2 separate regions of the Hordeum vulgare genome follow, and region 1 is linked to region 2. Evidence: chromatin contacts called from public Hi-C data. All regions are on one chromosome and are shown on one strand. The core of a region is the stretch at or near the end of the contact, and the rest is flanking DNA. Distances in the headings are between cores, read along the strand shown. Region 1 holds the start of LOC123402184 (chaperone protein dnaJ 16-like). Region 2 holds the start of LOC123402540 (alpha-mannosidase I MNS5).

What was found. A called contact is a pair of places that touch in the nucleus more often than the background predicts.
Region 1: a Hi-C map of leaf shows a contact between it and region 2, with 5 times the contacts expected there. The contact joins the promoter of LOC123402184 here to the promoter of LOC123402540 in region 2. A contact is called at or near these places in 2 of 6 Hi-C or Micro-C datasets (leaf and seedling).

The regions. Positions count from the first base shown.
Region 1 is chr6H:509,827,839-509,831,743 of MorexV3_pseudomolecules_assembly, forward strand. It overlaps LOC123402184 (chaperone protein dnaJ 16-like), which reads right to left and starts at 1,683. Exons shown (of 11, transcript XM_045096063.1): 1 at 1,214-1,683; 2 at 741-864; 3 at 582-664; 4 at 380-491; 5 at 194-298. The coding sequence starts at 1,371.
Region 2 is chr6H:509,586,640-509,590,801 of MorexV3_pseudomolecules_assembly, forward strand. LOC123402540 (alpha-mannosidase I MNS5) reads right to left here and starts at 1,458. Exons shown (of 15, transcript XM_045096464.1): 1 at 1,289-1,458; 2 at 611-653; 3 at 452-517; 4 at 300-361; 5 at 46-145. The coding sequence starts at 1,443.

The sequences.
Region 1 (3,905 bases), core at 433-2,932, 240 kb after region 2:
ATCACCACAAATTTCTTAACATCCAGAATGCAAAAAAGTTAACCAGAAAAGAACAGATAGGTTGGTTGACTTATCCAAGTGCAACATTACAAGTAACAGAAGGGAAAGCTTCTCAGCCAAAGTAATGTAATGGAGTAGTTAAGTTGTCAAATGAACAGGACAGATAGATGCTAACGGCGAGTTTGCAACTAACCTTGAATTTACTTTTAGCAGTTGAACTAACTCTACACACTAACCCCAATTTAGCTTCTTCTTCTGTTATGTCCACTGAATAAAAATGAGCTGATTGTTTTTCCACCTGCCAATGTGTTAAATCTAAAATGTTACTCACTCGACAAAAAGAATGCATGGAGATGAAACGAGGCGGATAGTTGCCAACCTTCTTGCATACAGATTTGCCCAAATGAAGCTGAGCAATTTCCACTGAGCCATTCAATGCCTCCTCTAAAACTGTTGCCGAAACTGTGGTCTTGATTGGTACTCCTAGCTTGCTGCACAAACACAACTATCAGTACATAACCTCATAAGTCATAACCAGACAGATATTAGAGAACAAAAGAGTGATGTCCTGAACAAGCTACCTAAACAGAGCAGCAAACATTGTATTTACAGTGTTGAGACTTGATAGGTCCAGCTCTAATTCATGACTATCTGCTTCGATGGCCTGAATGGCAAGAAAAGCATTAGTCACAAGAAAAACAAGCAACTCATCAAACTACTGAAATCAAAGCACAGATCACCTCGAATCCAGAGGAATCATACTGCCGCCTTTTATCCGGATCTGAGAGGATGTTGTAAGAGAATGTGGCTTCTTGGAATTTCTCCGAGGCCACAGGGTCGTCTGCATTCTTATCTGGATGGTACCTTCAGGACAAGCGTATAAACAGAAAATTACTCAAGCCGCTGCATTATTGCCCTTCGTCAAACCATTACTACTAAAAAAGCTAGCTGAGAGCTACTGAATTATATAGACATCCTGGTCTGGTCTTAACAAGCGATTAAAAAAAAGGTCCCAAGAAATTGTGTGCCTCTGTTGTTGCGAGAAGCGACAATTTCATCCAGAATCAGCTAATGTTCCCGTAGCAGGAGCAAATTCCATATGAAATACGCTATACCCAGCACGAATTTTAGCAGTTGGTACCATCCTGGCAAGCTGGCTGACTCGTGAGGAGCACAGCAAGAGCAGGAGGCCAAATCCTCGAGCTTGACTTACTTGAGGGCCATGCGGCGGAAGGCGCTCTTGATCTCCTGCTCCGTGGCATTGCGCCCCACCCCCAGCACCTCGTACGGGTCCCTCCTCTGCGCCGCGGCGCCGGCCGCCGAGTCCCCCTTGGTCTCCGACTTGAACGACCCAAACTTGGGGCCCGCCATAGACGCCGCCTCCACGCCCTCCAAACACGGTATCCCTACCCCCGGACCCACACGGCAGCAGCAGCAGCTCGCTCAGATCTTACAGCAGCAGCAGCGGCGGCGGCGGCGAGGAGCGCGCGCGCCTACCACCCGCCGCGGGCGTACGCGGCGGCGAATGCGGCGGTAGACTGCGCCGGAGGGGCAGAACCTAGGGATTCCGCCGGCAGCGGGGGGCTGGCGAGCTGCAGGCGCTGCTAATTTGGGACGGTGGCGAGGAGAGGAGCAGAGGAACAGAGAAGGGATGGCGACGAAACGAGGGCGAGGAGGGAGAGGCGATAGCCGATAGGGAGGGGCGAAGGCGAATTATTTTAGGGGCCGGCATGCGGGGCCCGTCGGGCAGTGGGCCGCCTTGCCTCGTTGGACCGGGGCCTTGCCGGCCGGGGTTACCGTGTCCCGGTCTCGGTCGCGCTCCGGGTCCAAACCGTTGGCGAGTCGGCGGAGCCGGTTTGAATGGCTCGACGGGCCCGCGCACCGTTGGGCGCACTTGTAAGTGACGGAGTTAGAGGGTCTGTTTGTGACCGGTGACAGGTGGGGTCGTTTGAGCGCATGCATCGGGTCCAGCTGATGCAGACTGACTTTCGGAAAATGTTAAATCGTTTGACTTTTCACTTTCACCCCTCAGGAAAAACATGAGATACCTTGAGAAATATCGCATCCCAAAACAGCCCAAAAGGAAAATATCACAAACCTTGGAAATTTTAGGTAACACCGGAGAGCCCATGGATTCACTACAAACTACATATAGATGTATATAGATATATTCAAAATGTAAATTTATTCATTTTACTTTGTATCTGCGTAGCGAAAATTTTAAAAAGACTTATAATTACAAACAATGAAAGTATTTATTATATGGCTCAAATTTTAGTTGCATATAGATGGAAAATGAAGGATTGCTTGCACACGTACTGCGGCAGCTCGTATGGCTTGATACCATGCCCAACACTACAAGCAAAGGGCATATCCGATCATGCCGATCATGCCATCATGGCTAAAGTTGTCCTGTAAACTCCGAAGAGCGGCCATCTCCAGAAGAAAGGACAAGCAAATCCCGAGCTTTCCTCGCCGCTGTTCCGGCAAATACGATGCTGATTGCTGCATAAACAACAAGGCTCCTACGTACCGTAATTAGCTAGACGGGTTCACGGCGTCCTGCCGATGCAGACGCATGCAACGACACGGCGATCAAGAGGGCCAACTGTAGCAGGGTGTACACGGGAGGATCCAATCCGAGGTCCCACTTGCTTACCTGTGGAAATTGTCTGGTTGCAACCAGATGGATATCGTGGATTAAATCGACATGAGATCGCGAATGATTGAGCTCGGCCTGGCCCGCGACCAGCGAGGACTGCATCCCCTTGCAGCAGGAGGAGATGGTGACTTGATTTGCACTTTGTGTTTGAACATCTTGCACCGTAGGACATCCGAAATCATTAATTAAGGAGTACTTTTTTCAAAGATTATTTTTTATTTTTTTAGATTAGACAAGTGACGTATTACATGTGTGTCATTTGTCATAGCCTAAGAGTTTTTTTTCTTTTTTGTAGATCTGTATTTTTAAAATATTTTATCTTTCAAACTGTGCGTATAAATCTTGAACCATTTTCATCGTTGTGTTTTTCGCGTCCAGATCATCAAAACAAGATATCATGTTGATAAGGTTTTGACGAACTTTTTTTTCATGAAAAAGGACGAGAAAAATCAAACGAAAAAATCGTGCCTCTCGCGATAGAAAAAAAACAGAAAACACATTTTTTTTCGTTTTCGAAAGGCACGGCTGCGCCTCTCACGAAGGTAAAACCGTGTCTCTCGTGAAAGCAAAACCGTGTCTCTCACGAAAAAATCAACAACAAAAAACACATTTTTTCATTTTCAAGAGGCACATTCGTGCCTCTCATGGAAGCAAAACCGTGCCTCGAGTGGCACGCCTCTCACGAAGGCAAATCGTGCCTCTCGCGAAAATAAAATTGTGCCTCTCGTGAAAAAAACAGATTTTTTTTGTTTTCAAGAGGCAAGGTCGTACCTCTCGCAAAAGCAAACCCGTGTCTCTTGCAAAAAAACAAAAAACGTGTTTTGTCTTTTTCGCACGAAGGCAAAACCGTGCTTCTCGTGAAAGCAAAACCATGCCTCTCGCAAAAAAAAACAGAAAATACGTTTTTTTTCGTTTCTGAGAAGCACGACCATGCCTTTCAGGGAAGTAAAACCGTGCCTCTCGCAAAAAAACAAAAAACGTGTTTTTTCACGCAATTTAAAAAAAACGTTGAAAAGTCAAGAAAGACTGCTGAAAAACCAAAACACCAAAAAGCTACTCTAAAAAGCCGAAAACGCGTGTGAAAAAATAAAAAACAAAATTCGGAGGAAACATTCAGAACGCGATACGTGGCGGTGGCTCAGAACGCGCCAAGTGACGGTGCGTGGAAGTGATTGCTGGAAGGCTTCCGAGGGAGTGCTCCTCAAGTAGTTTGTCTCTAGGACATCTCTAGCTCGCAGCACCG
Region 2 (4,162 bases), core at 208-2,707:
TGTCATTGTTTTGTTCTAGTCGTGATAAAAATCAAATGGCATTACCTCAAAAAGATTAACTCGAGCGTCAACATCAAAAGTTAGGTTCTCTGAAAGCCAACTAACTCCTCTGTCAAATTCTGTTAGGTTACCTAAGACAACAAGACTGCATGAGCCAAAACAGAGAGGCATCACCTATCGATCTTACGGATACAATTTTCCTTTTGAAGAAACAATGTGCTAATTCATATTCTTATTATCACGAAGAGGCAGTACAAATCTCAAAGTATCCAGAAACATTACAGCTTCATAAAGTGTACCTTGATAATGACTCAACTAGTGACAATGCTGATCCATTATAATCCTGTGGCAAGTGCTCAAGCTACAAGGAACAAAGGTGATATTACGCCGGGGTATCTTTATGCTTTTGTGGCGTCAATTGGAAACTGTAAATTTGTCGATACATTAATACATTTAGGTTGCCCAGCTCACTGAGGGAGTCAGTGAAGCCTTTAGTAAGAGGCTTCAATTCATCATGCTGAAAAGGTATCAACACAGAAAACATCAGATTGGCCATGAACAAATGAGCTGAATTTTGCTCAAGTATTCCGAAAATAACCGATGAACATACAGGAAATGCATACGCCATGTAGTTGTCATAAGCATGATAAAACCTGAAATGAATGGAAATGGATCAGTACTAGAATCCAAGCATTGAACACTACATTACACACTTATGTGGGTTAGCAGGCTTGCTAGACAGTGACAGTTCGCAGGTTGACGACCTTTACGTATAGCTCTGTATGTTGAATGCTTTATCATATGCAGACGGGGCTCTAGTCTGGAAGCCTCGATCTAGAAACTGAAGAGGGGGGGGGGGGGGGGGGGGGGGGGGGGCGACAAATTATTGCAGAACTCTGAAGGTCAAGGCAATAAGGCAAACATACTTGATCTAGGAGATGATAAAGTGAAAAAGTGAAATACAGAGATTATGCGGCGATTCATTGACCACATGGGCCGAAACGTTGGTTCTAGGCTTGAGCTCGAGATGTTGTCACTCGTCTGAACTCTTAACAGGATGAGCAAAGCACGCATTTTTATCTGCGACGCGAATTACATGGGCTTTTTGTCTTAGAACAGAAGTCCCCGGACCAGAGAAGGCGGAGCTCACAGGACAGCTAGAATCTTCTTCCCCGTATGAAACCGAAATCGCCGCGACAGAATGGAACCTTCCCAGTCCCAAAGCTCGGACTAAACCCGACAGAACTCGAACTGAGGGTAGCTGAAGAGAAGACAGGGGAGCGCTCACATCTCGACGACCTTGCCCCTCATGCGCAGCCTCCTCGCGCGCCCGTACCCGTCCCTGCTGGCCGCGGCGGCGGTGGCGGTGGCGGTCGCGGCCGCAGCGAGCGCCGCGAGGAGAAGCGCGACGGCAGCTAGCCGCGCCGGCCGAGGAGATCGCATGGAGATGGAGGTGGGACTGGGAGCCGATGACGACGGTGGTGTCGGATGGGGATCAGGACCCCGCACGGCACGACCGGGAGCGGATAGTTTAGTTCCTTTCCTTCCTTCCGCCCGTGGATTTGGTAGACGTGTACTCGGATCTCGTACCTGACGTGTTTTATGCTTGCGTGTACGTAGTATTACGACACGTTGTCTGCCACGTAGGATTTTGAACACGGATTCTTTTTCTTCTTTCTGTAATATTAACCTGAAACGGGGATATACAAATTTAATACCAGGGGTAATAATTTGCACCCTTTGCGTGTGTTTGTGCACGCGCGAGCTTCACTGCAAACTTTATATTTAGTACTTCCTCCGTCTCAAAATAACTGTCTCAACTTTATACTAGCTCTAGTACAAAATTGTACTAAGCTTAAGACAATTATTTTAGGACGGAAGGAGTAGTACAAATATTAATGCGTTGCAACAGGCTAAAAGTATCATAAAATCTGTTCCGTGTGAGAGTACATGTTATTTTTTATATTCAATTTCGGTAAACATCGGTAATAAGTTTATAATTTTTGGGAGTATGACACGTGGATGTAAAGAAGCCACCCTAACATCTTTCATGTGATGAAAGAGTAGTGGTTCATCAAATAGTCTAGTACTTGATTTTATTTTGTACTTTGTAGAAAACACAAATATTTCTTTGTTTTAAAATAATTACAGAATTTTGAATTTTTTAATCTTTTATTGTAAAAGCATATTTTGGAGATCAACATTTTCTCAACACATGAAATAGTTGTGCATCGTCTAATCATGATATTTGTTTCCTTTTAGTTTTCGCATCCTAAAACCCAATCAGTACAAGTTTGTTATGGACGCAAATAAAGTCAAATTCGACCTTTAAAAAAATACGTAGCACCAATTTGGCAAGTGTGCATAGTTATGATGTTTTACCGAACATGTGCATTGCGAGTGATAAGCTATATCTCTTAGTCCGTTAAATATTCCTTGTCGGCTGTCGTACTCTTTGGTCACCTCCCTCGCTCTTGCCATTAGCATTTTTCCCTTTCTCCTTCTTTCTTGGAAGGACCTTTGCTTACTTATTTTTCTGTCTCTCTATTTCCTTTCGCCTCTATTTTCTTGTATCATAGAGCCACAACACTGAATCTCCTTGTTGATTATGTGTAACTCATTGGCCTATATAAATTGATAGAGTTTAATTTATGAGGGCGAGGTGGGATTAATTAGTTGGCAACACTGAATCTCCTTGTTGATTTTATACAATGGAATGATGGTGAGTTCGAACTCCATTGCCATCGTGAATTTGTTTTTTTAACTAAAAACACACCTATTTTCTTTCAGGGTTGCGAATCTTTTTTTTTTTCAAATAAAATTCAGGACCGCGGATTCATTGGATAAAATCTCACTGGTTTTAAAAAACGCATGACGGACTAAGAATACCTATTTCTTTTAATAGACGGACTAAGAATACCTATTTTTTTAATAGTAGGTATAGATCTCCGGACGTTTACTAAAAAGTAAATAATTGTGTTCAATCAACGGATCCAATTTTTATGTTGACCTTCTACGCCGGTCGAAATGTGTCTCATGGTCCCGCACAACACATACTCTTTTCTAGAAATTTCACGCAGCATCACATCAACTTTCCCTTTTATTTTAGTTCGTCTCTCAGCTCCACCAACACGAGACGCTCGCCGTGCCATGCATGCGCTCCGCTCGCCGCCGGTCCATGCCATTAGCCGTAGTTCGCCGGTAAGGTAGGCCTCTGTCGCCGCCCATCCTTTCTCCTTTTTTCCTACTCCTCCCACACCCCTCCTCCCTTCCCCAACCCGATCGAGCTCTTGAAGCCATGACCTCCGCTAGAAGCTTCTTCGGTTGACATTGTTAACGAGATGATGTTGCTGCATGACAAATTTCTATAACAACAACTTTGTTGCAAATCGGGGCGACGAATGACCACCGATTGCAAGGTTTTTTTGTTCCTGCAACAACCTCTTGTTGCAAAGGGAACAAGCTTGACACTAGGTTTGTTGCAAAGAGGCCAACAACGAAGTTTTTTTTTCTGAAACATAGACCTGGTTGCAAAAACTGTAGTGCAGGTGCGCAACAAGTCTCGTGTTGCAAACGCCAAGTGCAACACAAGCCTTGTTGCAAAGGTTGATGCATGCTTACGAGAACAAGATCACACGGTTATCGAGCTTGCGATCCTACGGCTACCGAGGTGATAGATGTTTTCTAAACATCACTCGGTCGACGTTTAGCAGACCCCTTATTAAAACTTCATATTTGCACACTTTTGTGTGGACCATCATTCATCTTCTACTAAAGAGAATGGCATTGAGCATACACCTCTTCATCGAGCAATCATCATTCATGTGTTTCTTCTACAAGAATGCATAAACATCATATTAATGATACTACAAAATACATCAACCATCTCATTTATGCTAAAACATATATGTCAATCATGTATCAACTCAAAGAGAATTTGCATCTATGATTCAAGCTAGTACTGAACCTCACATGTATCAGCTCAAAAACGAATTGGTCTAGTTTATAAGGAAAATCTGGCTAAAACGGTGCAAAGGGAAAATAGAAAAAAGCAATAGGACGACTATATATCTACAATACGTTAGTACATTTTGTGACGTCTAATAATGTAACTATTTGACATTGTAGATCTTGGCAGACTTGGTCAAACTTTAAAAACTTT